Linked DNA regions of Mus musculus: all the other regions are linked to region 7. A link is a contact called in public Hi-C, HiChIP or PLAC-seq, Micro-C and promoter capture Hi-C data. All regions are on one chromosome and are shown on one strand. Each heading gives the region's core, a stretch centred on a gene start, on an enhancer-like site or on the middle of the called end of the contact. The rest is flanking DNA. Distances are from core to core; before and after follow the strand shown. Region 1 holds the start of Cacnb2 (calcium channel, voltage-dependent, beta 2 subunit). Region 2 overlaps Cubn (cubilin (intrinsic factor-cobalamin receptor)). Region 3 overlaps Cacnb2 (calcium channel, voltage-dependent, beta 2 subunit). Region 4 overlaps Cacnb2 (calcium channel, voltage-dependent, beta 2 subunit). Region 5 overlaps Cacnb2 (calcium channel, voltage-dependent, beta 2 subunit). Region 6 overlaps Cubn (cubilin (intrinsic factor-cobalamin receptor)). Region 7 holds the start of Hacd1 (3-hydroxyacyl-CoA dehydratase 1).

The links. Promoter capture Hi-C pulls out the DNA fragments that hold promoters and counts their contacts. A called contact is a pair of places that touch in the nucleus more often than the background predicts. HiChIP or PLAC-seq counts read pairs in DNA pulled down with a chosen protein or histone mark.
Region 1: a contact with region 7 is called in a Micro-C map of embryonic stem cells, with 4 times the contacts expected there. The contact joins the promoter of Cacnb2 here to the promoter of Hacd1 in region 7. A contact is called at or near these places in 8 of 39 promoter capture datasets (the 3T3-L1 cell line, 3T3-L1-derived adipocytes, the C10 cell line and 5 more), 8 of 484 Hi-C or Micro-C datasets (the HL-1 cell line, bone marrow-derived macrophages, cardiomyocytes and 4 more), 12 of 115 datasets of contacts at active chromatin or transcription factors (astrocytes, cardiomyocytes, craniofacial prominence and 8 more) and 4 of 9 other capture datasets (adipose tissue, embryonic stem cells, liver and 1 more).
Region 2: a contact with region 7 is called in a promoter capture Hi-C map of neural stem cells. The contact joins the enhancer-like site here to the promoter of Hacd1 in region 7. A contact is called at or near these places in 16 of 39 promoter capture datasets (3T3-L1-derived adipocytes, the C10 cell line, the HPC-7 cell line and 12 more), 33 of 484 Hi-C or Micro-C datasets (the 3T3-L1 cell line, 3T3-L1-derived adipocytes, the AML12 cell line and 23 more), 16 of 115 datasets of contacts at active chromatin or transcription factors (the NIH/3T3 cell line, SST interneurons, differentiating embryonic stem cells and 12 more) and 2 of 9 other capture datasets (embryonic stem cells and liver).
Region 3: a contact with region 7 is called in a promoter capture Hi-C map of pre-B cells, with 4 times the contacts expected there. The contact joins the enhancer-like site here to the promoter of Hacd1 in region 7. A contact is called at or near these places in 11 of 39 promoter capture datasets (the 3T3-L1 cell line, the C10 cell line, the HPC-7 cell line and 6 more), 1 of 484 Hi-C or Micro-C datasets (pre-B cells), 6 of 115 datasets of contacts at active chromatin or transcription factors (large pre-B cells, microglia, neural tube and 2 more) and 3 of 9 other capture datasets (adipose tissue, embryonic stem cells and liver).
Region 4: a Hi-C map of adipose-derived mesenchymal stem cells shows a contact between it and region 7, with 2.0 times the contacts expected there. The contact joins the enhancer-like site here to the promoter of Hacd1 in region 7. A contact is called at or near these places in 3 of 39 promoter capture datasets (the 3T3-L1 cell line and hippocampal neurons) and 1 of 484 Hi-C or Micro-C datasets (adipose-derived mesenchymal stem cells).
Region 5: a contact with region 7 is called in a FOXA1 HiChIP or PLAC-seq map of pancreatic cancer cells. The contact joins the enhancer-like site here to the promoter of Hacd1 in region 7. A contact is called at or near these places in 4 of 39 promoter capture datasets (the 3T3-L1 cell line, cranial neural crest, liver and 1 more), 1 of 15 datasets of contacts at CTCF or cohesin (large pre-B cells), 12 of 484 Hi-C or Micro-C datasets (B cells, CD4 T cells, CD8 T cells and 8 more), 11 of 115 datasets of contacts at active chromatin or transcription factors (embryonic basal ganglia, embryonic forebrain, embryonic hindbrain and 7 more) and 2 of 9 other capture datasets (adipose tissue and embryonic stem cells).
Region 6: a promoter capture Hi-C map of pre-B cells shows a contact between it and region 7, with 2.4 times the contacts expected there. The contact joins the enhancer-like site here to the promoter of Hacd1 in region 7. A contact is called at or near these places in 1 of 39 promoter capture datasets (pre-B cells), 2 of 484 Hi-C or Micro-C datasets (both in cortical neurons) and 3 of 115 datasets of contacts at active chromatin or transcription factors (embryonic forebrain, embryonic midbrain and pancreatic cancer cells).

Annotation. Positions count from the first base shown.
Region 1 is chr2:14,602,973-14,606,886 of GRCm38.p6, forward strand. Cacnb2 (calcium channel, voltage-dependent, beta 2 subunit) reads left to right here and starts at 1,334. Exons shown (of 14, transcript NM_023116.4): 1 at 1,334-1,586. The coding sequence starts at 1,479. Gm32741 (a long non-coding RNA gene) reads right to left here and starts at 1,613. Exons shown (of 4, transcript XR_374017.4): 1 at 604-1,613; 2 at 173-245.
Region 2 is chr2:13,289,267-13,292,866 of GRCm38.p6, forward strand. All of the region lies in intron 60 of Cubn (cubilin (intrinsic factor-cobalamin receptor)), which reads right to left. The region is part of intron 2 of Gm13270 (a long non-coding RNA gene); the gene reads left to right. Among named protein-coding and RNA genes, the nearest start is that of Gm13270, 19 kb to the left of the region's middle. Within about 2 kb of position 1,530, at least 11 of the 459 cell types and tissues checked have an H3K27ac peak or open chromatin away from gene starts, as enhancers often do. A contact at or near this core is called in the C3H10T1/2 cell line, neural stem cells and pancreatic cancer cells, where this site is marked.
Region 3 is chr2:14,629,557-14,633,385 of GRCm38.p6, forward strand. All of the region lies in intron 2 of Cacnb2 (calcium channel, voltage-dependent, beta 2 subunit), which reads left to right. Among named protein-coding and RNA genes, the nearest start is that of Gm32741, 27 kb to the left of the region's middle. Within about 2 kb of position 2,240, at least 88 of the 459 cell types and tissues checked have an H3K27ac peak or open chromatin away from gene starts, as enhancers often do. A contact at or near this core is called in the HPC-7 cell line, microglia, pancreatic cancer cells and 1 more, where this site is marked.
Region 4 is chr2:14,805,442-14,809,104 of GRCm38.p6, forward strand. The region is part of intron 2 of Cacnb2 (calcium channel, voltage-dependent, beta 2 subunit); the gene reads left to right. Among named protein-coding and RNA genes, the nearest start is that of Gm13269, 40 kb to the left of the region's middle. Within about 2 kb of position 2,395, at least 35 of the 459 cell types and tissues checked have an H3K27ac peak or open chromatin away from gene starts, as enhancers often do. A contact at or near this core is called in adipose-derived mesenchymal stem cells, where this site is marked.
Region 5 is chr2:14,663,199-14,666,693 of GRCm38.p6, forward strand. The region is part of intron 2 of Cacnb2 (calcium channel, voltage-dependent, beta 2 subunit); the gene reads left to right. Among named protein-coding and RNA genes, the nearest start is that of Gm32741, 60 kb to the left of the region's middle. Within about 2 kb of position 1,448, at least 2 of the 459 cell types and tissues checked have an H3K27ac peak or open chromatin away from gene starts, as enhancers often do. A contact at or near this core is called in pancreatic cancer cells, where this site is marked.
Region 6 is chr2:13,413,153-13,416,569 of GRCm38.p6, forward strand. The region is part of intron 27 of Cubn (cubilin (intrinsic factor-cobalamin receptor)); the gene reads right to left. Among named protein-coding and RNA genes, the nearest start is that of Cubn, 77 kb to the right of the region's middle. Within about 2 kb of position 2,124, at least 61 of the 459 cell types and tissues checked have an H3K27ac peak or open chromatin away from gene starts, as enhancers often do. A contact at or near this core is called in pancreatic cancer cells and pre-B cells, where this site is marked.
Region 7 is chr2:14,054,225-14,058,137 of GRCm38.p6, forward strand. Hacd1 (3-hydroxyacyl-CoA dehydratase 1) reads right to left here and starts at 1,811. Exons shown (of 7, transcript NM_013935.3): 1 at 1,507-1,811. The coding sequence starts at 1,643.

The DNA of each region.
Region 1 (3,914 bases), core at 84-2,583, 550 kb after region 7:
TAAACATACCGAGATCTGTTTTTTTTTTTTTCCTTCCTTTAAAAACAAAAACAAAAAAATTCTGGCTCAATCCAGTGTATGGTAGACATCTGCTTAATGAAAACAGCTCAGTTTAAGAAGAACACGGTACTGTATTTCATCATCATAGTCAAACACAGTATACAAAGTTTACCTTAGTAAAAGGTCTCTGTGTGTATTTCAGCTTGCACAACTGTTATACTTTGTTTCTGCTCGGTGAGTGCTACCTAGAAAATTTGTATGTAGATTTTTTTTTCAGTGCAAGAAAGGTTGTCAAAGCAAAGCAGCGTCTTATGAGCAATACTAGAACGGAAAATAATTCCTTCTCCTCCTCCTCCTCCTCCTCCTCCTCCTCCTCCTCCTCCTCCTCCTCTCCCTCCTCTTCCTCCTCCCCACTCCTTCTTCTCCTTCTCATCGTCCCCCTCCTCCCCGTGCCCCTCTTCCCCTCCCCTCCTTTTAGTTTCTTTGTTTTTAATTGAAAGCTCACACAATGTACTCTGATCATGGTTCCCCTCCTCCATCTCCTCCCTACCTCTCCACCCATCCAACTACAAGCGAACCATTATTCCGGTTTTACCCTCTTACCAAGAATTTCGGGGTCCTTAAAAACCTGCTTATTTTTGTCTCAACGGTTACACTAAGACTTCTCAACTGCGGGGAGGGGGTGCGCTGGGGGCGGGAACGATATAGTCTGCTAGCAAAGACAAGCTCCTAGCAAAGACAACAAAAACAAAACAGGCCATCACAAACCAAAAAGCTAGGGCACAGGTGTAGTAGAACCAATTGTCAGGTCAGGACCATGTGGGAGGAAGTCTTAGTTCATCACTGGCACTTGTTTTCTGACTCCTCGAGTGCTTTCACTCATGCTTTTGCAGAAGTTCGGGGTCTGTCTGTAGCCTTTTTCGAATCATGGAGAGTTTCAGTTTAGGGTCTAACCCTGTGGATCTTTTTCCTCCTCTGGACTCCAGGAAGAGGAGGTGAACTGAGCAGCTGGGCCAGTTACCTCCCTAGGGAGCTGCGACTGGCTGGCTTTCGTGGCTTCGAAAACTTTCCAGCGCGAGTGCCACGGCGACGGGCCGCAGCTGAGTCGGAGCCCACGCGGCCCGCGCCTCCCGCGAAGAACTTTTCGGAGTGGCGGTGGTTTGTCACTCTCGCTTTCCGACGCGCCTCCCCCCTGGCTCGTGCTCCCGGAGCGCCCTCCTCCTGGCGGGGACCTTCCCTGGAGCCAGCCCGCCCAGCAGTCCCAGCCTCCGCCGCTCGCGGGCCCAGAAGCTCCAAAGAACTGGCGCCCCTCGCCCCGGCCACCCAGCCTCGTGCCTGCGCCACCGCCTAGTCTAGGCTTTGCAACATGCTTCAGCGGCGTCGCGCGCACTGAGAGCCTCCGATCCTGGGGCGAAGAGGAGCGGGGGACCCGGGTCGTGGAGGAGGGGACCCGCAGCCTTGGAGTCGACTTTTTGCCGATGGTCCAAAGCGACACGTCCAAGTCGCCTCCCGTAGCGGCGGTGGCGCAGGAGAGCCAGATGGAGCTGCTGGAGAGCGCGGCTCCCGCGGGGGCGCTCGGAGCACAGGTAGCCACTGCGCCGCGCCTTCTGCTGGCTTTGTGAGCCTCAGAGCCCCGACCTCAGTCCCTCCCGCTGCCTCCTCTCCCTCATCGCGAACCGCGCCTCCCCCTCCTGCTCCGGTCTCCTTCGCCACCTCCTCCCGCCCATCCCGGTGCTGCTGGGGGACCCTGCCCCTGCGCGCCTTCCACGGGCTCTGCTCCGGCTTCCATTTTTTTGTTTGTTTGTTTGGTTGGGTTTTTTTGTTTTGTTTTCTTTTGATTTTGCCCCCTTTGCTTTCTGAAAAGCCAGTGGGAAGGGGCGAGGACGACCTGCCGCTCCTCCCCGGCTTTTCCCGGGCCACGCCGCTTGGCTGTCCGCGCCCCTGCCCTGGAGAAGCACATGGAGAGCCATGGACCAGGCGAGTGGACTGGACCGGCTCAAGATCGTGAGTCCGGGCGGGCGGGAAAGGGATCCGCATCCTGCATCGCTGTTTCCGCCGCTGCCTCTGGTGGTCTCTATTGGGAGCTAGGCAGGGAGGTGAGGTGTTATGCAGGGGTCAAGGTGGGCGTGGATCCCCTTGCCTTCTCCCCGGAGAGCAGCCCCAACCCCCCTCAGCACCTGGGGCGCTGTGCCACCCAGACAGTTCAGCTAGCTGTCCTCTTTCCAGGGTTTGCCTGGACCCTTGTTTCTTTGCTGGAAGAAGAGAGCAGAGTGTTGTGGGTGAGAAAGTTTTTGTTTCTGTTTACCCCGAAATGGCATGCCATTCTAGCGGCTCCTGGGTTCCTTTCTCTGATGAGTATTAGCGGTTTCTGGAAAAATTCTGTCCTGCTGCTCATTGTGAAATAGGAGATGTCGGTTGTAGGCGTGGAGTGTGATAAGGTGGCTTTTACGTAAAGCCTTGGCAGGTACAGTTGGGATTCCAGACACCCCCAGATCTGGGCGGAAAGGAGTTCCTCAACTTTTATTCTTGGGGTAAAGCCTTCAAACCTGACACTTGAACTACTTGGAGAGTGCTGGGAAGAGGTTAGGGTGAATCCAGGAAGAATATTTCTCCTCTGCTTAATGGCTTTGGCTTGCTCATGTCAAGTCCATATTTGCCAGATGGTAAATTGTGATATTTGTATGAATAATAATACATAACATAAAATACACTGGGACGAGGTCTTACTGTGCAGTAGAGGGGTGGGAGTGAGGCGGTCCGAAAAAGGTCACAAATATGTTGCTGCCGCTCTGGTAGACAGCAACAGACAGCAGCATTTCTGTACTGTGCCGATGGTAACCCCATGTAGTATAATTCAAGCTCTGCTGAGCCCCCCACCCATTGTGTGTGTGTGTGTGTGTGTGTGTGTGTGTGTGCACGTTTGCATGCTGCTACTGATTTACATGTGTGCTAATGTGTGTGCAAGCTGAAAGCTTGTGGGTACCAGTTCAGAGGGTAAGTTGCAGAAGGCCAAGGGATTCTCTTTAGATATGTGGATTTCAGGAACTGAATTCAGATCTTCAGGCTTCCTAGCTAGTGATGTTACCTGCTGAAGCCTTCTTGTCGACTCTTTATTGAACTTTCATTGACCACTGGAAACTGCCAGTTCTAACTTAGAATGCACAATTTACATTGATTAGCAATGGGGGAGAAGTATAGTCTACTTGGGCTTACAAATCAGAAGTCCATTTCTTTTGTGGTGGTAAAACAGGTAGGCTTCAGCCAGCCTGAGTTTGGCTCCCAAGCCCAGTGGAGACCTGTAATTAAGGAGAGCCCTCTCGGCCAGGCCAGGTTCTGCCAGAGGAGCGGAATTTGAACCCAACAGGGCTCACGTTTGTTTTAGGCTCCTGATTTTATCTTGATACTTGCTTGCCAGCTGAGACTAGGGTAAAAGATGCACGGAGAGGCCTCTCAGCTGTGCAGAGATGAAGGGCTTGAATATTGAGGGAAGAAGGAAATGGAAGTCTATCTTCTCCTGGAAGTTTCTTCAGTTGTTTTTTTTTTTTTTTTTTTTTCTGTAAAGTTTTAATTCTCGTGCTAAAAATAAAGTTTTTGAAATCTTGTTATTCAAAGTTAGTACTGATAAGTCAAAAGAAAAAAGTGATTATATGCAGATACGAGTAGTAATTTACCTAATTATTTCTAATTAAATGCGAGACAACAAATACCCCGTGTACAACTGCAATTGGAAATTAATCTAATGTGAACAGGTACAATTTTCACCCTTCAAAGAATTTATATCCCTGTAGTTACATAAGTGACAAACGGGACATTTGTGTGGGTGGGGGTACCCAAGAATCCAAGGAGTTAAAAAGAGTAAAGGCCACAGTCTAGAGTTATCTGCAGTACTTGACAGGGGAGGTGGCATTTAAAAA
Region 2 (3,600 bases), core at 280-2,779, 770 kb before region 7:
TCCCTAAAGTGAACACTGCCCACATCCCCTGACTCCTTTCCTCAGGACAAGTATTACTGTCAACATGTTACACATTTAACTTGCCAATTCTATTGCCTTTCCTTCTAAAATGAATACAACATTCCACAGAAGCACAGAATTTTATTCTGTTCCGCCATATCGCCCCAGACCTTAAGAGTGTGTAATGCATAAACCATGCTTACTCGCTTCTTGGTAAGTGCTTTGACCCTTCCCTATGACCCACATGCCTTGGTTTGTTTTATGTTGCTGTACCAGAGTACCATAGACCATGTCATTTATACACAAGTAAGTTAATTGTGATATTTCTGAGGATTGAGGAACATTCAGAATTCAAGGGGCAGACTTTGATGAGGGCCTTCTTGCCTTCTAACATATGAGCATCCTAAGAAGATCATCAGGAGCATGCCAGCTCGGCAATCTCTTCCTCTCCTGGGGTGATACTATTCACCCCATGATAGGAACCCCACTCTCATGACTTCATCTAACCCCAGTTATACCTCAAAGCCCCCCATACCTTTAGCATATGGATATAAGGTTTACATTTCTACCACAGGTACTTGAGTGATATGTACACACCACAGCATCACCCTTCCCTAAAATATTCTCCCTGAGTCTACTCTATCTCAATAAACAGCTCAAGTCTAAATTCCAGTCATACTCAACTCTCCCATTCCCATGATAAGCATCCCCACTTTGTTCCACTTTCGAAATATATTGTATCAATGCCATGTGACACAGTTTCTTCAGAACATGGCTCACAGATCAATTGCACAGAGCACTCACAGAGTTCTGCACCGTAGTGCCCAGGTGTTTGATGACCTAGAGTATGTGTCTATTCTTCCTACAAAACTATACCTTGTACCCAATGCAGAACTTGCAAGCCCTGGTCAATGCTGTTGCTTCTCTCCCTTCCCAGTGCTTGCTGCCTCTGACAGTCTCCTCCCTTGGAGACATAGTCTTTCTTGAAGGACTGATAATCCCTAGTCATAGACCTTTTACTCAAATGTCACCTCCCCTGAGAGTCTAATCCCACACAGTGGGGCCCTCCTCCAATACCATCTTGTTTTATTTTACTGTGATGAAACTCAATCAATGTAATGCTTATTTACTTTGATTGGGCGCCCCCTCTGCACAAGTGTGAGTTTCACAGGAAGAGAAACGGAGTTATGCTCAGAAGTGTCTCTAGCATCCAGAACTACTGATGGCTTTCACAGATTTTTACAAACACCCAAAGAAATAGTGAGGATTTGTATATCCCTCAAACACTTTACTAAAAAATAAATAAATAAATAAATAAATTAATATAGTATGTTTTCATTTTTATGTCTATGTTGTTAATTTTTATTGTACTTTAATAATGATTTTCTGTGTTTCTGTAGCCCTGAATATGAGTTCATAACAGAACCACATTAGATCAGAAATCTCAGAGTAGTGTGGCCACTGATGTTATAAAATGAACATGATAAATTTCAAAATTAAAAAATGAAACAAAACTGACCACTAGATGGTGCTGTCTCTTCTATATGAATTCACGAGGAGCACAGAAAAGTGAAGTTCTGTAGTCAAACACCCTCACTTTATAGAGAAGAGTTGCCAAGTTAAAGACAACATACTTTTTCTGCTAAGTGAGGTTTCATTACAACCACTGTGGTCTATACAAGCTTTCACTTGTATCATGTACCTGGCTTGTGTTGGGTAGTGTGTATATGGAGAGACATAAGAGCATTTATGTACCTTCAAGGTGCTCATAAAATAGTGAGAAGAAAGAGCTAAATATAAACGTATGTGCGCGCATGTGCGTGTGTGTGTGTGTGTGTGTGTCTGTGTGTGTGTTGCTGTTTACAGATATATCTACAAATATGCATGGAAAAATATAAAAAAGAAACCAAAGAAAAGAAAAGGTAATTCTGTCAAATAATATCAAGGAGATTCATACTATAAAAGAGAGAGAGAGTCGGGGAAGACCACCCAGTTCATGCCGAGGAGCCTGGGTCTTACTTTACAAGACCAACGTCAGTTAGAGACTGGTAGATGTGAGGGGCAGGACAAGGACAAGCTAGGGCTGGGTAGAAGGTGGCCCTGTGCTGGTACTATATTCATCCAACCACATTAAAGTAAGAGTTAGCGTAACTGATTGGAATATATAGTTACAAACTGCATGACTACTAGCCTCCTGTATGATCAAACCTGAAATTATTTCTCTGTTCTGTTCCTTGCCAACACCAAATCTCTTGCTGTGGGTAGACCCTGAACAACACTGGAGCAGGGACTGCATGTCTGTGGTGAGTTAGTGTCTGAACACTAACTCAGGCACACCTTGCCTTCTAGAAGCCTTGTTTCTTGGTGTCACTGTGACAAAATGCCTATAATAGTCAACTCAAGATATACTTTGTCTCTAGGACTCAGTCTTTGCACGACTAATCTCTATAGCAACACAGTTATAGAGCTTTGTTGTTCTAGGACTGTGTTAAGGTCATGACAGAAGGACACACAGGGGGTGGGGGTTATATACTTCACAGAAGCACTGATGCAGATAGAAAAGAGTGGTTGGGACTCAGGTATCTTTCAAACGGCAGTGTCCTCAGTAACCTACCTTCCTAACTGACTCCCATGCTACCAACCATGTCTTCTTAACGGCTGTGCTTTGGTGGGTCATGTAAGATTCAAAGTATCACAGTAATAATTATTTACTCTTTATGCATTTTTAAATGTTTGAGCTAATATCTATAATGAGGTAGACTGAAATTCACACTTATTTAATGAATAACTAAGTACATGAATGCTTAGTGGCAGTGCTATCTCCTAACCAATGCACCTAGGGTCTGCTGATGTTGTCCCTAAAGAGGCACACACCCTTCCCCAGTGCCTGATAATATGCAGAAGGGTTAAGCCCAGTGAGTTATTACAAGGGCTCCCAGAAAGCTCTAGGGAATGTTTTTATGCAAGTTTGATGTTCAGGAGTTTATAATTGGCCTTACAACAATAATTTGAAGCATTTAGTGTTTAGAAGTCACATTTCTGAATCCCATAGGATAGTAAGTACAGGGAATTTTCTCTTCAGATGGGACTGGAAACTTTAAAATATATCTGCCAAAACCAAGAGCACCAAGTTGAGGAAGAAACCTTGGGAAACTTCCACCAGTGTCATGTTTCCAGGTAGAGGAAGCAGGAGGACCACACTTTTGATGCCCTCAACCACCTTACTGTTGCTCAACACAAGGATGACTGAACTAACCAAGAGTTGGAGATTAGGTAGTACACAGCACTGTCCTTTCCCCTTATTTTTGGTCATGTCTTTCTTGTGGATATGCCTTGTTGATACTGTTCTCCATTTTATGGAGGCAACAATATGTGTGAGCTTTCATGATGCTGTTAAGTGCCATGGCATGCTCACATCTAAGAAGCCCGACATACTCTGTTCTGATCTCCTTTTCTACGTCAAGGGTATCTAACTTCTGTTTTCATGTTGTATAATGTATCTGTTTACAGGCCAGTCTCCCCCCCCCCCCAATCCCAATGAATTACATCTCCTTGGGGAACGTTCACTGCCACATCTCCCATATTATGTACCATGGCTAC
Region 3 (3,829 bases), core at 990-3,489, 580 kb after region 7:
AGCCACTGTCACAGCTGGGAAAACACTCACATGTACAGAGTTGTACTGTCTCTCCATAGCTGTACGGGGATGGGTTCCAGGACCCCGCAGAAACTAAATTCTGTATGCTTCTCTGTGGCATGAAATGTTGTACTGCTTATAATTTCTGCACATTTTCTGTAAGTTCTATCATCTCTAGATTAAGTTTTGTAACATATGACACCATATGGGTGCTGGGTCTGCAGTTGTTACACTCTGTCTTTAGGAAGTCATAATGTGAAGAGTTTTATATGTGTACACAAGTGACACATTTTTAAAAATTTTACCAGATTTTCTGTCTGGAGTTCAGAAGACTAATTATATATTGCTCCTAAATAAGCTGCTCCAGAATGACTTTGCCCCAGAAAACATCAAACAAGGCTGTGTTTTGAGCGCGCTCTCTGTTAGCCTGACGCAGTTTAAGGGGTCGAGTGTTTGGTAACAGCCACCACATGCCTTCGCATTTCCCCTCAAACTGACTTCACGTTGACCTTCGTTGTTTATATGTCTGTGGCTTGAAGAGCTGTGAGTTTCTGGGTCAAAAATGCTGTATTTTATTTTGGAGTTTAGATTTAAAAAAAAGGGGGGGGGTCTATTGAGAAACTCCTGTGTCTTCAAAACAAGCTTTATGTAGAAATTGATTTATTGCCAACGTGGATACAGATTTCTCTCCCCACCCCCTTCTCTCTTGGTGTGTGTGTATGCACTCACGTGAGTAAAGGCCAGAGTATGACCTCAAATGCCATTCCTCAGATGCTGTCTATCTTGTTTTTTGAAGACATAGTCTCTCACTGGCTCAGAAGTCATGGTATAGGCTAGGCTGGCTTTTCTTTCTAGGCTACACCTGCTCTTCTTTCTGGCTGGTTTTCATTTTTATGATTTTTCATGTGGGTTCTGGAAGTCTAACTCAGAACCTCATGCTTGTACAACAAACATCCCACTTCCAGAACTGTCTCCCAGCCCTAATATGTATGTTTTCTTCCACTTGAAAGCAAGAGTGGGGCACCTTTAGTCAGTGGGCCTTCTTTTGTGATACAGTATGTAGAGTGTGGCCTCAGCCAGTTAACAGATAGTTGTTAGATCCAAAGAATCCGCTTTGAAAAGCGACTGTATTATTTTCCCCAATATAAAATCCTTGTGAATGTTTTAACCATGGCAGGTTCACACAGGACAAGTGTATTAATTTGGCTGCTTTGTTTCATTGCAAAGACCTCTGAATGTGTTCACCCTTAGGTTTCTTTTTTCCTTCTGTATTGGATACACAGTCAAGAAAATTTTCAAAGCAATTGTTTTTGGTTTTTCTTTGGGGGGGGGGTGGTTTATTCACAACAGTTGTTTTAAATGTTCATCACAAATGATAGGTACCCAGACCAGCCCCAAATAATTTTATTGTACTAACCTTAGCTGCAATACCATAGAATTTTAACAAAAATAAGGAGTGTTCAAATAATTGCATTTTGTGGTAGTTTAATAACTGGTTCCTTCTCCTTATTATAGGTTTCTCATGTATTTTAAAAATACGTTTAACTTAAAGATGGTCAGAAATGGTATACACATTGGTTTCTAAACTGAAGAAGTCTTGTATATAATCAGTCGTTCATTAAAGCACTACCAGGTCATTCAACTTAAAATCTCTACAATTATTCTCTGGGGTTTTATAATTGTTGAGTTTTGTTTGTTTCTGAGACAGGGTCTCTCTGTGTAGCACTGGCTAACCTAGAACTCCATATGTAGACCACATTAGCCTTGAATTTGCAGAGATCTACCTGACTCGGACTCCCAAATGCTGGGATAAAAGGCTGGCATTACTACATCAAGCTATCGGTTTTATGTTTAGATCTATAATTTTCTTTATGATTATAAAATGAATATATATATATATATATATGTATGTATGTATGTATGTATGTATGTATATGTACAGTTCAGAAAAAGAATGGCCTTTTTACTTAGATTGATACAGAGAAAATCAGGGCCTCCTTCAGGGCTTTTAGTATCATTAGTAAATGGACATAAGAACAGGCTAAGATTGAAGCTCAACAACAATTTTATTAGCAGTTAAGAGAAAAACCTCAGGGCAGACATGCTGTAAAACTCTAGCAGCTGCCTGAGGAAGTGGCTGGAGAAGAGAAGGAAAGACCCATGCTAGGTTAAGCTGGCATAAGGCTGGTGAACAAGCAACCACAGGGCAGGGAGGGGGGCCTCAGAGAAAGAGGAAGGAAGCCCAGAGTGTTAGGGGGAGCCCCAATTGTTGAGAAAACACACTAGAAAAGATACAGAGAGAAGAGGAAGTTAGGCTTTTCTTGGGAACTCAGAAACCAGACAGAAGTAGAACCAATACTCATAGTAGCAGTTGTTAAGCGTCTGGTGTAGGGACAGGAATTCAATAAGGAAAAGTACATTCTCTCACTAAATCAACAATTATACACCTGTCTCTTTAGCATAGTTTAAGATGAGCCCATTTCCCATGTGTGGGCCCTTAACCAAGATGGTTGAGCATCCTAGCTGGTTAGTTCTAGTTAGGTTTCCATGAGGCCAGAGATTCTTTTCTCTTACCAGGAGTTTTTATTATTGTTGTTGTTGGTGGTTTTCTTTTCTAATGTAGTTTATCTTAAAATGAAGTATAGAGAATTGGGATAAGAGACAGTATTGTATGAGCCCTGTGATAATATAAAGTTCTCTAACTTTGTTACTCTTCAGTATAGAGTATACCAGGTGATAATTGCAAGCTTTCGAATAGATGTTTATTTTGATAAGGCAGAATGTCAATGAACTTTTTGTGGGGAAGTCTAAGCTCTTCCATCAACATGTTGGCTCCATGCTCACACATTTATGGAAGCCATTCCTCTCACTTTGAACATATTCTCTCAAAGATTCTCTATGCTGATATTCTTAAAAGAGGACTCTAGGTCACATCTGTTGCCAGAGACCACAAACATGACTGCCTGAGGGAGGCTTGGGTGATAAGGACATTTATGGCATCACTGGACTGAAAAGCCTAGGTGACGCCAGCAGAGTGGCTCATATGTCATTAAGCACCTCCTGGAATTCCATAGCTGCCTTCTGTTTTCTTCCATGTTGGTTTTAGTCCTTACTTTAGGTGGTAGCCAGCTGGTTTCCAGGAGCTTTATGAGTAGGCTATCTAGGGCATCTTTGTGGTCCAACTCAAAGGCTTAATTTGAAAATTATTTTTCCACAGTTTTGGTTTCATCTAGTCTTAGGCCAGGCCTCAACTGTGAGCTCACTGAGGGATCAGTTGTATACAAGTCACATGAACTAAATTTAAGGAGAGGAGCCTTTTCTCAGAGGACTGTTTCCAGAGAAAGAATGAACGGACACAGGATAGGAGCAGAACTGATATCTGTTCTATTTTGAGAATGAATGAACATGTTGATGTGTTCTCAGTTTCCTTGGGATGGCTTATGAAAATACCGAGTCTTAGATATAGCTTAGGGAATGCCATTGGAACCCTTCTAGGCTTATACAACGTATTCTGTGCTCTTCTCTTTCTAAGAACAAATGGACTGCTAATGTGCCTACATGAACCTGTGAAAATATATCTTCGCAGATAAATTGTGAATTGGTATGATTTTCTTCTGTTACAAATATATGAGAGAGAAATAATAAAGAGGATCAAAATTGACTTTGATTCACTGTTTTAAAGGTTTAAGGATATGGTAGGTAGGTAGGCTCCATTGCTAAAGTCCTAGGGGAATTAGAATATCTTGGCAGTGGAAGTGTGGTCTGCTTCACCCCACCACATCCAGGAAGGAATTAGGATACAATGAATCACCAGGGCTAAGAACACATC
Region 4 (3,663 bases), core at 1,145-3,644, 750 kb after region 7:
TCTCTCTCTCTCTCTCTCTCTCTCTCTCTCTCTCTCTCTCTCTCTGTTCACATTCTTATGTTTACTGATGGTGTATGTCCCATTGAAACTAGTTCCTGTGGAGTTTGGAGCAGTGACTCAGTGGTTAAGAGGACTGGAATTCAATTTCCAAGCCTCACATGGTGGCTCACTACTATCTGTAGCCTCAGTTCCAGGGAATCTCTGCAGAATTACTGGGCCTCTGCCAGCACCAGGCATGTATGCAGTCAACACACAATAATATAAATAAATCTTGTAAAAATAATACCTTTATCACATGTAGTATTTACCCCTAATTTTTATGCTTATTGTACTCTTATATCACTTACAGACTCATATTTTTAAATTTTAGAATTTTTACAAATACAGTTCAAGGACACCATAAAAATCACATTTGTTATTTGCTATGACATATTTGACAGTCTGCACAGGCTATCAATATATCAGTTACATAGAAAGCATACGCCACACTTGAGTGCCAGTGCAGTCGTTTAAGGTTCCTCTGAGAACATAGCATAGAGACTGGAAAGTTATAGTCTAGATTATAGTTCTGGGGTGGGGCGGGGTTTGATGTTAGTTGATTGTTTGCTTTTCAAAGTGCTGAGGATAAAATCCAGGCCTCAAGCACACTAAGAATGAAGTTCCCTGATCTAGACCCTCAAGATTCCCTCAAATCCACAACTGTGGGATACTTGTTTGTTAAACATAAACATTTCACAAAGAAAATCTACAAATAGCAAGATGGATAAAAGCTGAGAAAAGAAAATTAGGAAAAGTGGGGCTGGGAAATGGCTCAGGGGATAAGAGTGCTTACTCACAGGCATGTAGTCATGGGGTCACTCCTTGGGCCTCATATCAAAAGATAGGTGTGACCACATGTGCTTGTAACTCCAGTGGGTTAGGATTAGGGTTAAGGTGCAGAGATGAGGACCTTACTGGGGCTTGATAGACTAGCTCCAGGTTCAGTAAGAGAATCTACCTTAAGGAAATAAAGCAGGCACCCTACATCTTCCTCTGGCCTCCGTACACATGGGTGTATGCACCCACACATCTGTGTGCTTACATCACATATATACCATCCCCATGTTGGTCTCTCAAATACTTTAAACAAGTAAATAAGATAAGCAAAAGATTTGGAACAAAGAGAGAAGATCAGGAAAGGGAACAGGAGAGGATGTCTCAAGAGCAGTGAGGAAACGGCAGCACTTTACGTGGCTTCTCTCATCCACAGCACATGCCTCCTACTCCACTGGCAGTTGTATTAAAGAAGACAGTCAAATGTTATATATAATGTCTGAAATTACATAGGTCTATTTCACTTATACAAAGACATCACTAGTTCTATAGTTAACTCAAAGAAGATGTTTAATTAATTTTAGTGGCATGGAAAGAAACTTTTACAAAATAATTGTGGGTTCTGTGCACCAGGAATTCTGAGATAAGTCTTTCAGGGCCAAACTGGCAATAGAAACAGATTCATAAAGAAATAATGTGGTCAAAGAATCCTCACCCCCATCTCTTATTTTTCCTAGAATTGTTTACATGGGAGGTTTTTTTTTTTTTGTCTTTTTTTTTATTAGATTTTATATACATTTCAAATGCTATCCAGAAAGTTCCCTATACCCTCCCCCCACCCTGCTTCCCTACCCACCCACTCCCACTTCTTGGCCCTGGCATTCCCCTGTACTGGGGTATATAAAGTTTGCAAGTCCAATGGTCCTCTCTTCCCAGTGAAGGCCGACTAGGCCATCTTTTGCTACATATGCAGCTAGAGACACGAGCTCTGGGGGTACTGGTTAGTTCATATTGTTGTTTACATGGGAGCTTTTATATTTACAGTTAAAATTATCTTTCCATTCATTGCAATATTCACTTTAAGTATGTTTCATCCACTTCCGGGTGATGAAATACAAAGGGATAATTTCAATTCTTTCACTTGGTTGACTGTGATATGCATGAGTTTAACGTGCCATCTCCAAATGAAGTTTTGGGGGGTACAACATGAGCCCTTCAACAATGATGAAGAACATAGCAAGTGTTATATGGGTGCAAAAATTTACTATTTTGTAACAGCCAAGATTGTTCAGTGGAAACAAAATTCAAGTGTGTGTGTATCTATTTCAATTTTTTTCTTTTAACTTGGCATGTCAAATTGGTTCATATTTTTATCTCTTGAGAAAATAATGTGTTTGGCTGTTATTTACCAAAACCACATGTGCGCCTTTGCATGTGCACACACGCTAGTGTTCTGTTTTGCAGTTCTGATTCACAGCCTGGCTCACGCATACCATAATTACCCACATTCATACGCATCTCACGGTCTTTGTAATCAAAGACAACACTACTGATGCAGAAACCCCCAAGTGGGGTGTGAGCAAAGGAAGCTTTCCACAATCCTGGCTGTTTGGATCATCAGTCTGGACTTTGAAATCTGAACTGGCCACTTAAAATATGTGGCCTCCAAAATTCTGCATTTTTCTCTGTCTCCTGGCAACATCATTCGTTTGTCCTCTGGCTACCACAGCCCTGTCCACAAAGGTCTGCTGCTGTTGTTGAGTTTAAAACAACAAATGGCCAAGTTGTCTGGATATGGACAATGAGAATGACATGAAGTCCCTCCCTTTTCTCTGTTTATATAGGCAGTAACAGGACTGACTACCCTTGTGCCTTCTCTTCTCAGATAAGAAAGCATGTGTCTTTAATTATAAGAACAGCCCTCCAGGAGTTCTAACAGTACAGGCTCCACCTTTCACATAATTTAACATCTCTTCCTCCTTCTCCTCCCCCTCTCCCTCCAGTATTTAACATGGATGAGTTAGAGTTGGGGCCAGGAGAATAAGGTGAGGAGCTGGAAGAAACTTGAAAAGTAGCTAAGGCAAAATATTATGGGTCTGAGAGCACCTCTGTGCTTTAGCTAAACTCTGACAGTGGTCCCAGTAGACTTCATCTCTACTCACAGAGCATCTCCATGCACAGTTGCTTCAGACTCTTTTCTTAATCCTCCCCATCCTCTCTCTAGCTGTTTCCCACTCTGAAACAACCTGCAGAAGATCTAGAAATGATCTGAATTTCAAGAGCTGTTGTCTTTGGTTTTGACTGAGAGCATCTCTCACTCACAGCGTTGATATAAAGGGCACCTTTCTTTCTGCCATGGTGTTCTGATCTTAGCAGTGTGGGCATACAGCCGTGGATCCCTCTTAATTGTATTGTGTGTGTACTGTGGATGTCAGCAGCATCCTTAGCCTCTCCCAGCTAAATGCCAGTAAACTACCCACCCTTCCCTGTTGTAGCAATCAACAATGGTTCTAGACATTGCTCAATGTCTCCTGGGGAGCAAATTCACCCCCAGTGGAGAATCACTCTGTTATACAAAGGAAACTGACATTTATTTGGAAACTCTGATATGGCAGATGTGTGCTAGATGTTTTGTGTAATCTGGCAATCATCCTTTGGAGTCTGACCCCATTTCTGTAGATTAGGAGCCCAGGGGAAGGCAGTGGTAAGTCTTTTGTTGCTGCTGTGGTTACTTGATATTTTTGTTGTCTTATTTTCTAATAGTCAACAATGAAAATAAATTATAGCCAGAAAATTGGATTAATGCCTAGAGGGAAAAAAAGATCTTAGTTTTAATATATTGATTCTCTA
Region 5 (3,495 bases), core at 198-2,697, 610 kb after region 7:
GGATGAGAAGCAGACCTTTTTTTAAAGTTTCAAATACTAAACTACTTAGAGCCATTGCATGTTTCACCTCTACCACCAAGCCTGACAACCTGAGTTTAGTCCCTGGGATCCATACAGTGGAAGGAGAACAACCAGTTTTGAAGTTGTCCTCTGACCTCCACACATATACACAGACATGTAAATAAGTAAATATAATACGTTTTAAATACTAAACTAGTTTGATATGCAAATGGGAGGCTACTGTTTTGTTATGGACAGAGGGTTAGAAGCTCTTCAGTCTGTCTGGAATGAGAAATGAACAGGAAAACAAGCCATTTTTCTTATGCTGTCAGAGTCAAAACTCATTTCTTAGGAGAGTTTTGCTAAAATTGGAGAAAGATTCCCCTCTGTGAAGAGAGGCCATCATAGCCCTCAGCTTAAAAGCAGATTGGCTCTCCTACTGTATGCTACATTCCTGTGGTTCCAACTGGGATCTGGACAGGGATGGGACCTAGTGGGCAAGCATCAGGCTTTTAGATTGTAGTGAAATATACCCCAGTTTGGGACTGCATTCAGTTTTAAGCCATTCTGTGTTTAATGGAAAGAGAGAGAAAGGGGGAGGTAAGAAAGGAGAAAGGGAGAGAGGGGAGAGGGAGGGTAGGGAGGCACACTTATAAAGTTTGCATCATGGGAGTCAACCTCATGTATACTGACTAATACTGTTACTTGTACACCACCAGTATGATCACCTTAAACAAATATGAAGATGTTTTCCACATAGAACGTAGGAATTTGCAGGGGTTCTTGTTGGATGTAAATGTCTACAGGCAATAACAAGAGTCATATGTAGTTATAAATCTGGACTTGAGTGTTACAGAAATGCTCAGGTTGTGTGTTGGCTCTGCTGTTGCATGTAAACTTGGTTGTTCCACTTCTTACGTGCAGTTTCCTTGTTTGAGAATTCAGTATAGTCAACAACTTTCCTTCCCAGATTTGTTGTTAGCATCAAGTATAGTAAGACCAATATGCTGTTATTAAGTCTCCAAAATTTAAAAGTAACCATTCCTTTCTCTCCTGACTCAATATCTCATCTTCATCTAGATGAGAACAATTATGTGCTCTTAAAATAGCTGAAATGTAATAAAATAATTATAATACAAACATATGCATACACATACACACAAATGTTTACATACATACACAAACACTCATACGTATACTTATAACCAGTACTAAGGGACCAAACCTAGGGTTTTCAGAAATGTTAGCAGGTGTTCTACCAGTGAAGTATACATTTTTAAGCATAGTATGTAAAGTAGAACACTAGAGTTGATAAGCGGTATAATTTTCAGACTCAGAGCATGTGGGTGAGATCATTGATCTGCCATCTCTTCCACACACCTCTGGACAAATTGTTCAGTCTTTGCCACTTGCTGCACCCTTGTGTACAAATGGGCATTACTGAGGTAAAGACTCGTGTTTACAGAGTTGTGAACATTAAATGAAGAGGCATCTGTAGCACTGGAATCAGGATGTATGAGTTATGACTCGCGTGTTAGTTACGTTTCTTATCACTGGGATTAAAATACATCGGATCTTCCTTCCCTTCCTGCTACCTTTCTTTCCTCCTTTCTTCCCGCCCTCCCCCTTCCTTCCTTTCCTTCTTTCTTTACCAGGAATTCTTTCATATCCTCCTGAATCTCTCTAGATCCTGCTTTGTCAACTTTCCTGAGTTCTTGCATATGTTTAACATGTTATTTTAGCAGACTGTTTATCTTCCAACAATGCAAGCCCAAATGGATGAATAGATGGGTCGCTTGGTCACATCTGGAGTTCCTTTGCCTTTATTGCCCAACAGGAAGCTCTGCTTCAGGCATAACCTTGAGTGCAATGGCTGAGTTGTTAGAGCATGCATGCTTTAAATTATTAGATTGTGTCAAATTGTTTTCCAAATACGTGTCGCATCTTTACACTCCAGACAGCAGAACATGAGCTCTTGGTCCTCTGTTGTCAAACAGATTTGGAGAGGTCAGTATGTGTTCCTGTTCATGTGGGTCTGTGCACATGTGCAGTGTACACATGTGTGAATCTGCACATGGAGTCAGACATCAGCATAGGGTACCTTCCTGGACTGTTGTCTACTTTGTTTGAAGCAGGTTTTCTCACTAAGCTGTCTGCTCAATGTGCTTGAGGGATCCATGTGTCTCCACCCCTGGCTCCCACCACTGTGCCTTCAGAGCACACTACCAAGGAGGCTTTATTTTCTGGGTGCTGGGGCAGATCCATTCAAGTGCTAATGATTATGCAGCAAGCACTTAATGATTAAGCCATTTACCAAGGCTTCTCCCAAGCCCAGAATTTCATTGTTTTGTTTGATTAACTCGCTTCTGTTTTTTGTTGTTTTAGGTTTTTTTGTTTTTTCATTGTTTTTGTTTGTTTTGAGACAGGGTTTCTCTGTGTATCTCTGGCTATTCTGGCACGTATTCCATAGAACGAGCTGGCTGGCCTAGAACTCACACAAATTCTTCTGCCCCTGCCTCTGAGTCCTGGGATTAAAACCATATACCACCAACACCCAGCCACCTTCTGTTTTTATAACTTGTTTTTATACTTTTTTGTGGGTTTTGTTCACAGGAACCCTTGTCTGTGCTTCAAACCTTGTGCTACTCTGTTTCTGAGTATGAGTTTAAATTGTAATGTTATCAACTTTAACTTTTTTCCTCTACTGTCTTTTTCATTTCTCAGCTTGCAAGAAAATGTTCCCTAATAATAGAAAGGCATAAAAACATTCTTCTAAATTTACTTGTAAAGCTTTCTGAATTATTTGCTTTTTTTTTTTTTTGAGCTATGAAAGAGGAATCTAATTTTGTTTTCTATTTAGATAATAAATTACTCTGAAATTACTGAGCACATGATCTTTTCTACCTTCCCAAATCTACCAGGGCAGCTCTACCATACATCAAATGCCTATTTGAATTTTATTGTTTAAGTTCACTAATCAAAGTTAAAAATAAAATTGAAGCAAAGAAAAAAAAATACCTGCAATCTACTCCCCACAGTGCCAAATTCAAAACCACTGGATTGAAAATCAGAGGACCAGGCTGGTGAGATGGCTCAGCGGGTATAAGAGCACTGACTGCTCTTCCAAAGGTCCTGAGTTCAAATCCCAGCAACCACATGGTGGCTCAAAACCATCCATAACGAGATCTGATGCCCTCTTCTGGAATAAATAAATCTTTAAGAAAAAAAAAGAAAGAAAGAAAATCAGAGGACCTGGGTCCTGAGCATATCAGAAGGTGGCCTTGGCTCGACTCAGTGGTACCTGTGGATGTGGGTGAAAGGTGTTCAAGTTTTCTATTGTAGATTTGTGATAAAGCATGTAAGAAAATGAGGGGGTAGAGGATCCACCTCTTGGGATACGGATACAGAGACATCCATCCAAATTTGTGGCCAGTCTGAGTTACATAGTGAAATTTGAACAAAACAAAACAAGACTGAAGTCCAGGGTAACTCATG
Region 6 (3,417 bases), core at 874-3,373, 640 kb before region 7:
TCTGTCTGAAAAGAATTTTGATCGCCTAAAAAATAAAGAATTCATATATTTTTATAATTTAAAAAAAATCGCCGGGAAGTGGTGGCACACACCTTTAATCCCAGCACTTAGGAGGCAGAGACAGGAGGATTTCTGAGTTCAAGGCCAGCATGGTCTACAGAGTGAGTTCCAGAACACAGCCAGGGCTACACAGAGAAACCCTGTCTGGAAAAACAAAACAAAACAAAAAAATCACATTTTACCCAGACAATTTTGGAGTCAACATCTTGTCTAAGATGCATCTTGGACTGCTTAATGACGTAAGAGAGATCAGCTTCATTGCTATACTTTTCAAAATTCTGAATGTGGATTATCCTAGTAGAAAGCTATATTCTCCCAGCTGGTATGGAGACAAAACTAAATGTCTGGCCTATAGAATGCACTTAAACTCACTTGTGAGTGGCAGGTGCTCTACTGTAAGCAGGGCTATTAGCAGACAGCTAACGTTGTGGAAGCCCACTTCCTCTAAAGGACTGTTCCAGGAAACATGACTCATCTGCTCAGGAAATGAGCAAGGAGGCGCGCCCTGATCAAAGAGTCAAACCCACTGTGGCTCACACACACAAAACCTCTTCTGCTTCTCTGCTTTGTTCTAACCAGGAAGGGAGCTTTTAATTACCAGGCTTCAGACAGAGAAGCTCTGTGGCTTTTGGAAGAAGGCTGAGAGGCAGAAGGAAGGAGCTGTGCTGTTCACACATGGGGACACTCTGTGTACAACTCTGTTATCATAAAGGGGAAAATGTTTGTAGACTATGGCTTTTGGGGTGGACACATAAGTATTTATGTGTGAAGGGTGTATTTTTGAGCACGTGGGTCTAAGCACATGTGAATGCTGCTGTGTGCAGGCCAAAGATCAACACTGGATGTCTTCAATTGCTCTCTACTCTGTTTAAGACAAAGTTTCTTCCCAATTTGACTAAGTTGGCTGGCCAGATCCAGGGATCCTCCTGTTTCCACATGCCTATCCCAGTGCTGGGGTTACAGAGATGTGAGGTGTACTATCACACCCAGCTTTTTACACAGGAGTCTGAACGCAGGTGCTCTTGCTTGTGTGACAAATACTTAGTAACTGAAACAACTCCCCAGGTCCCAAATACAGCTTTTGACAGTGCAAAAGGCTAGGGGCTGAACCATAGTCTGGGAGATTCTTTTTTTTTTAATATTTTTTATTACATATTTTCCTCAATTACATTTCCAATGCTATCCCAAAAGTCCCCCATACCCTCCCCCCCCCCACTTCCCTACCCACCCATTCCCATATTTTTGGCCCTGGCGTTCCCCTGTACTGGAGCATATACAGTTTGCGTGTCCAATGGGCCTCTCTTTAGTCTGGGAGATTCTATTCATGCTAGAATAATAATGCACTGTTTATGGGCATGTGTCCTATGCTGGGCATTACTGGGGGTTAAAATGCCTAGCAACTCTGCAATGAAGTCTCTACAAACTGAGGTGAGTGCAAGTGTAGTTAATGCAGAATTGTGAAATGCATCAATGATGCAAAGAAAACTGATTGTTTTCTTCACCCCAATTTTCTTTCTAAAAGCCAAAAAATGTTAAATTGTAGCAAATATACTCATTCTTTGTTAAAGGATTATAGAGAAGCACGGAGCAGTTTTTAAGGCCGTTACTAACAGTTTCCAAACCTTCAATGTGTCAATGGAACCTCTCCATTCTGTTTCCTCAAAGAGCTTCAGTTAAATCAGTAGACTAGAATATGGGTGTTGTCATTTCTCATTTATACTTTGTGCAAGGTGCCAAGATGCATCGAGGAAGCTGGCTGCAGTCATCAGCAAAAAGAAAAGGAAGAATTCTAAACGAGGGGCCACTAATTCCCTCCGCCTGCAGGATGGATGCACTATGAATCCCTATGGCTGGCTCAGGAGCTCTGCTTCGATTAGTACCGCGAACAGCAGTTAGCATTGTTTGCTGTGTGCTAGGCCCTGTTCTCATTCTTTGTGTGTATTAGCTCATTTACTTTGATTGTTCCATTTTACTGAGGGAAATGACACCCAGAGACTGAACAACCCATCCATGGTTATTCAAGCTTAGATTTAAACCCAGGCTTACTGGCTCTAGAATCTTCTTTCTAAACCGTCATGCTCTACTGAGCAGCATAGAAAGGACTGAGCAGGTCTGCAATAGAGCCCGATGCTTAAGGGTCACTTCTAGCCAGGGAATATTTGAGGAACATGAAGCTTTATTCTTACCACCCCACAGCTGTCAGCAGGCTCAACTGATTTGATTAAACCCTCCTTGAACAGATTTGATTCTAATAATGGGCTCCTCAACTGCACAAGTAAGAAATTTCATTTCCAATGATATTTTTCAAGGAGAACTAAAGAAGACTACTATTAGACTGACAACAGAATTTCTGGATCTTGAGAGATTGTTCGGGAACCCTGCATGGAAGCAGTTGTATGGACATGTGACCAGCAGTTATGTGCAAATACAAACATGTTTTTTCATTTCCCTTTTTGGAGAGGTTAGGAAAAAACAAACTTTAACTGGATAGAAACTTCTGTCTTTAAACAGATTCCAAGAGAGAAAGAGAAGACAAAATCCTAAGCAGAGCTGCATCTGTGGACTAAGGGGACGTGGAAGTCAAAGGCCACCCACAGAGAGCTCTGGGGCTGCTGAGGATTCTAGCTCTCTGCTGGGGGAGGAGACAGATGCCACTGGGCTGAGCTGCTGGTTAGCTGGAGGAACACAGATGGCATGTTCAAGAGAGGGATACTGCACTAAGGGTGAAAAACATCTTCCTCAAATGTCCAAGAATGAATGCTAAGTTCTCTCTGCAAGGATGGAAGAAGAGTCAAGAAAGCAATTCTAGAATGTTCTTAAAAGTCCTCAGTTTGAACATTATTTCTCCACAGCAATATGGGGCTTTGCCCCATCTCCTCCGCTTTCCACCTCAAGCCCAATAATGGATCTCCATATTATTTGAGTAGCCACAATCATTTTTAAAATATACAGATCTGAAAACAGCATGGTGGTACTTGCCTGCAGTCATTACACTCACCAGGCTAACACAAAAGAATTAGGAGTTCACGGCCAACCCTGGCTCAACAACTGCCCCCCCCTCAAAAAAAAAAAAAAAAAAACTCAACCAAAACAAACCAAAATAAAACAAAACAAAAAGCACACACATGTTCAATAAGGGAAATATTACACTATGAAAATATCTATTTGATCATGCTATTTCTTTTATCTGGCCCTTGAGAGACTTACAGTTCTGAAAAGGAACACTGAAATTCATGACTTTCTTATTGATACCCTAGAGGCCCCTTGTAATCCATCTTCAGGTGTGCAGAGTCAGCTTTCTCTTGTCAATCCTCAACCTCTCTGATGTCTGGGGATCCTTCTTCCTTGGGTTTGTGT
Region 7 (3,913 bases), core at 561-3,060:
CGCTCCCAGACCCTGCTGCATTTTGAGGCAACAGAGTATGGTGGGCATTGAACCATCTGCCAGTTGTTCTAAGGCTGTTTGCTTTTCTGAACTTTCAAAGGTCTGGAATTCAGGGCAGCAAGAAGATGAGGTTGCACAACTCTGGAGTGAGTCTCAGAGGAAATCCATGCCTGACACTTTCTGGTTGTGATCTCCAGCCAGTGACTTGGGGGTCTCTCCATACCTCACTCTAAAATATTATTCTGTACCCCTCACAGGATTGCAGAAAACTAAAAATTAGAAGACAGCCAAAGGAACCAGCACAGTCCCTGGCACACAGTAACCCCCAATAAATACATATCTACGAACTAATTATATTTGATGTTCAGTAGTATAATATATACTAGATGATCGACAGGAACATTTGTTAAATAGAATCACATTTTTTTACACGTTCACATTTTTTCTATAAGCTTCAGAGACTTTTAAATACTAAAGGTTTCTTCACAATCCTCTAACTTAAAACGTGAGAAGATATTGAGAAAGTAACTCTTTCTAAAGGCAAGACAGCAAAGGACATTTTCATAATGGGTTTCGGTCACAGTAGACCCATAAGTCATTTGATAGCCCTTTGATCCTAACTTCCTACTCACACTAGGTCTGGGGGGAGGCCAGAGATGGGGAGTAGGGTGGGTAGTCGGTAATCTGGAAAGGACAAGGCCAGAAAGATGCTGATTATCTGCCCTGTTCCAGATGTTTCAAACAAAGTCCCAAGTGGGCATTTCTAAGTGCCATGCTTAAAACAAAAACAGTAGGTGAAGAAAAAACAGTAGGTGAAGACACTGCCCAGCAATCCACAGCACCAGGAACCACACGGCCAGGGTCCGGTGCCCACAGCCAGCGGACAGCTCCCGGCTCGGGTGAATAGACCGGGCCGTTTCTTCAACAGCAGGCGGAGGCGGCCGAGCCGCAGTCGCCTGCCCCGTGGGTCGGCCCCACATTCCTGCCCGGGTCTATACTTAACCTCCGGCCCGCGCCCCGTGCCGCCGCGCCACACCGTGCACCGTATTAGGCAATGCCCAGCGAGCGGCGGCTGGCCGCCCCGCCCCGCCCCGCTCCATTCAACCCCGCTACGCCCCTCCCCCACTGCGCCGCGCGCCCCCGCCGCGCCGCGACCACCTAGGGCCCAGCACGCGCGCTCTTGCTCTCTGCGCCCCGGCCACTCTCCCAGAGTGCTCCGATCGCAAGTGGCCGGGCACACGCGCTGTCCCGCTCCATGTGCGCCTACGGGGCCGCGACCCCCAGTTGGCCGACACGCGCGCTCTCGCTCCAAAAGCCCCCGCCACCGTCGCGCGCCTCCGCCTAGACCCCTGACAGTTCCCCCGTGCGCTTCCGTTCCATCCCCGTGCGCGCGCCCTCGACCCCCAGCAGCCCCGCGAGAGCGCGCTCCCCGCGTCCCCGAGCCCGGATCGCTGAGGGACCGCACTGGTGCTTGCGGAGCGTGGAAGGACCTTCGCGCGCACGTACCCGGCCGTCATGGCGATATTGTAGAAGGTGAGCCAGGCGGTGGCCAGTAAGCCTAGGCGTCTCCGCTTGCCGGCGGCTTCCTTCTCGTCGCTGGCCTCGGAGGCGCCGTTGGTGCCGTCCTCCTCACTGGACGCCATGGTGACCGCGCACGCGGACCCGGAGGAGCAGCGCACAGGAGCGGGAGGGGCCGGCTGAGCGCGCCACTGAAGTGCCGCTGCCCGCGGCCGCCGCCTCGGTCCAGCGCTCCATGTGCGACGCGCGGGGGGTCGGCGCCGCCTGCCCGGCCTCCCGCGAGGGGGAGGAGCGCGCCCCCGGCCGCGCGCCCCGCCCCGGCGCCGCCTCTCGGGAGCGCGCGCTCAGGGCCCTAGCCCCGGGGTGGGCCAGCCGGGGTCATGGCTTCCAGGCAGTGTCACGCGGCGCGCTCCCGCGGGAGAGCTGTCCGCACTGGCTGCGACCTCTTCCTAGAGAGACGCGAGCGACGTGCGCCCTGGCAGTGGGTGCCCCGCTGGAGAGCCTTGTCCAGATAGAGCGAGTGCACCCGAGGTGGCAGGGGTTTTGCCCCGAGAGCAGGGTCTCCCTACCAAATGCTCGCTCTCCCGAGTTTCTGGAGAAGCAACTCCGGCCTAGCCTTGCCCCATGCCTTTCATTACTGGGTCAGACGGATGTCATGGGTTCTAGAGATCTGTTCTAAAGGAAGCTGGGAGAAAGGACGTAGGCAAAGAGGGATAGGTGTTAGGATACTGACAGGAAATCCAGCCATGGTGTTAACAAGTTTCCTGTCCTGCTGGGAAGAAGTGCCCAATGGCTCTCCACATTTAATCTCCCCTTTTTCTCTCTTCTTCTCAAGAACCATTCTGGTAATAGCCCCCTTTCCTTTCCCTTTATAGAGTGTGGCTAAGCAAGCAGCCTAGAGTCAGTTTACTGAAATTCAACCCCCAAATTCCTGACTCCACCAGTCTGGGAATTTAGAAGTTTGTGTATGCCTACATTTCTGCAAAAGAAAATAAAATGGTAAACCTCATAGAGAGATAGGGTTAAGGAAATGATCCATCAAAATCAAGTACTGACTTGATACTGTTTGTCAACTGAAGTATGCATATTAGTACTTTTCAGGCATCTTGCTTATAATGAGAGAAAGACATTTTGCAAAGGGCAACACTGTCAGAGGGGAGAAATGACTATAGGTTTGTCCATGAACTCCCCTGGGTGTGCACATTGTTGTGGATGTGAAATGGGAGGATTACCCGTCCAGTTTCAGAAATGTCAGGGGAAGTGGGGTTAAGTAAAACCTTCCAAGTGGAAAGTGTACTAGGGATAAATTTACTAAAGCAGGTGCCGGCCCTGTACACTGAACATTAAATCACTGCCATATGACACAACAGGCCTCTAAATCTCAAAATGTTACAATGTCAGTTCTCTCCAGATGCCAGCAGGTTTTATTTGAAAAGCTAAAACCTACAGATCCATGAACATGTATAGGAAGAACTAGGAGCATGTGCATAGCCTATTTATTATAAACCTCACTATGAAACTACAATGGTCAACCTAGAATAGTAAGCAGAAGGGAATTGTGGACCAATGTGACTGCAGAGTTCAAATACACCATAACCTGAAGCAATTCAGTGTGGGAATTTTAATCTTTTCAATGAGTGGAGCAACTGGACAACCACAGAAAAAATGAATCTTACATCATGGCTATGTGCTAACTTCAAGGTGATCATAGAATTAAACACAGAAGCAAGCATATGAAACAAGAAGAAAACAGAATCTCTGATGTTAGGAAAAAAGGCAAAGACTTCTTAGGTACAACTATCATAAAGAAAGGAAGGAAGGAGGGAAGGAAAGAGGAAAGGAAAGAAGACTTAAAATTTTACATTAAAATGTAAAAATCTATTCCAAAAACAATTTTAAAAGTGAATATTCACCATACATTCAAGTAACAAGAGTATATGATGAGTCTTTATAATTCGATAGGACAGGGGCTAGGAAGAGAGCTCAGCAGTTTAAAGTGCCTGCTGCTCTTCCAGAGGACCCGAGTTTGGCTCCTAGGACCCGGGTCAGTGGTTTCACAGCCCTGAAACTCCAGTTCCTGAGTATCTAATCCACTTTCCTGGCCTCCTCGGGAACCCACACACGGCATACACACAGAAAGACACACCACACACAAGTAAAATAAAGTATGTTTAATTCAATAAAGGAGTCTGCTTTTGTTTGTCTGTTTTTAGCAAATAAGAGAATGTAGAGCACACGGGAAGGAAGAACTCATCAGTGCCACGCTCGTAGCTGCTGGCTTCACTAGGAGTAGGGAAATTTTGAATTAAAGTGGCTAACATTTCAAAGGGCTGGCAAGGGTGTGTAGCAACTGGCCTTCTTCACGGGGCTAAAGAGAACACTGCTTTGGAAAACA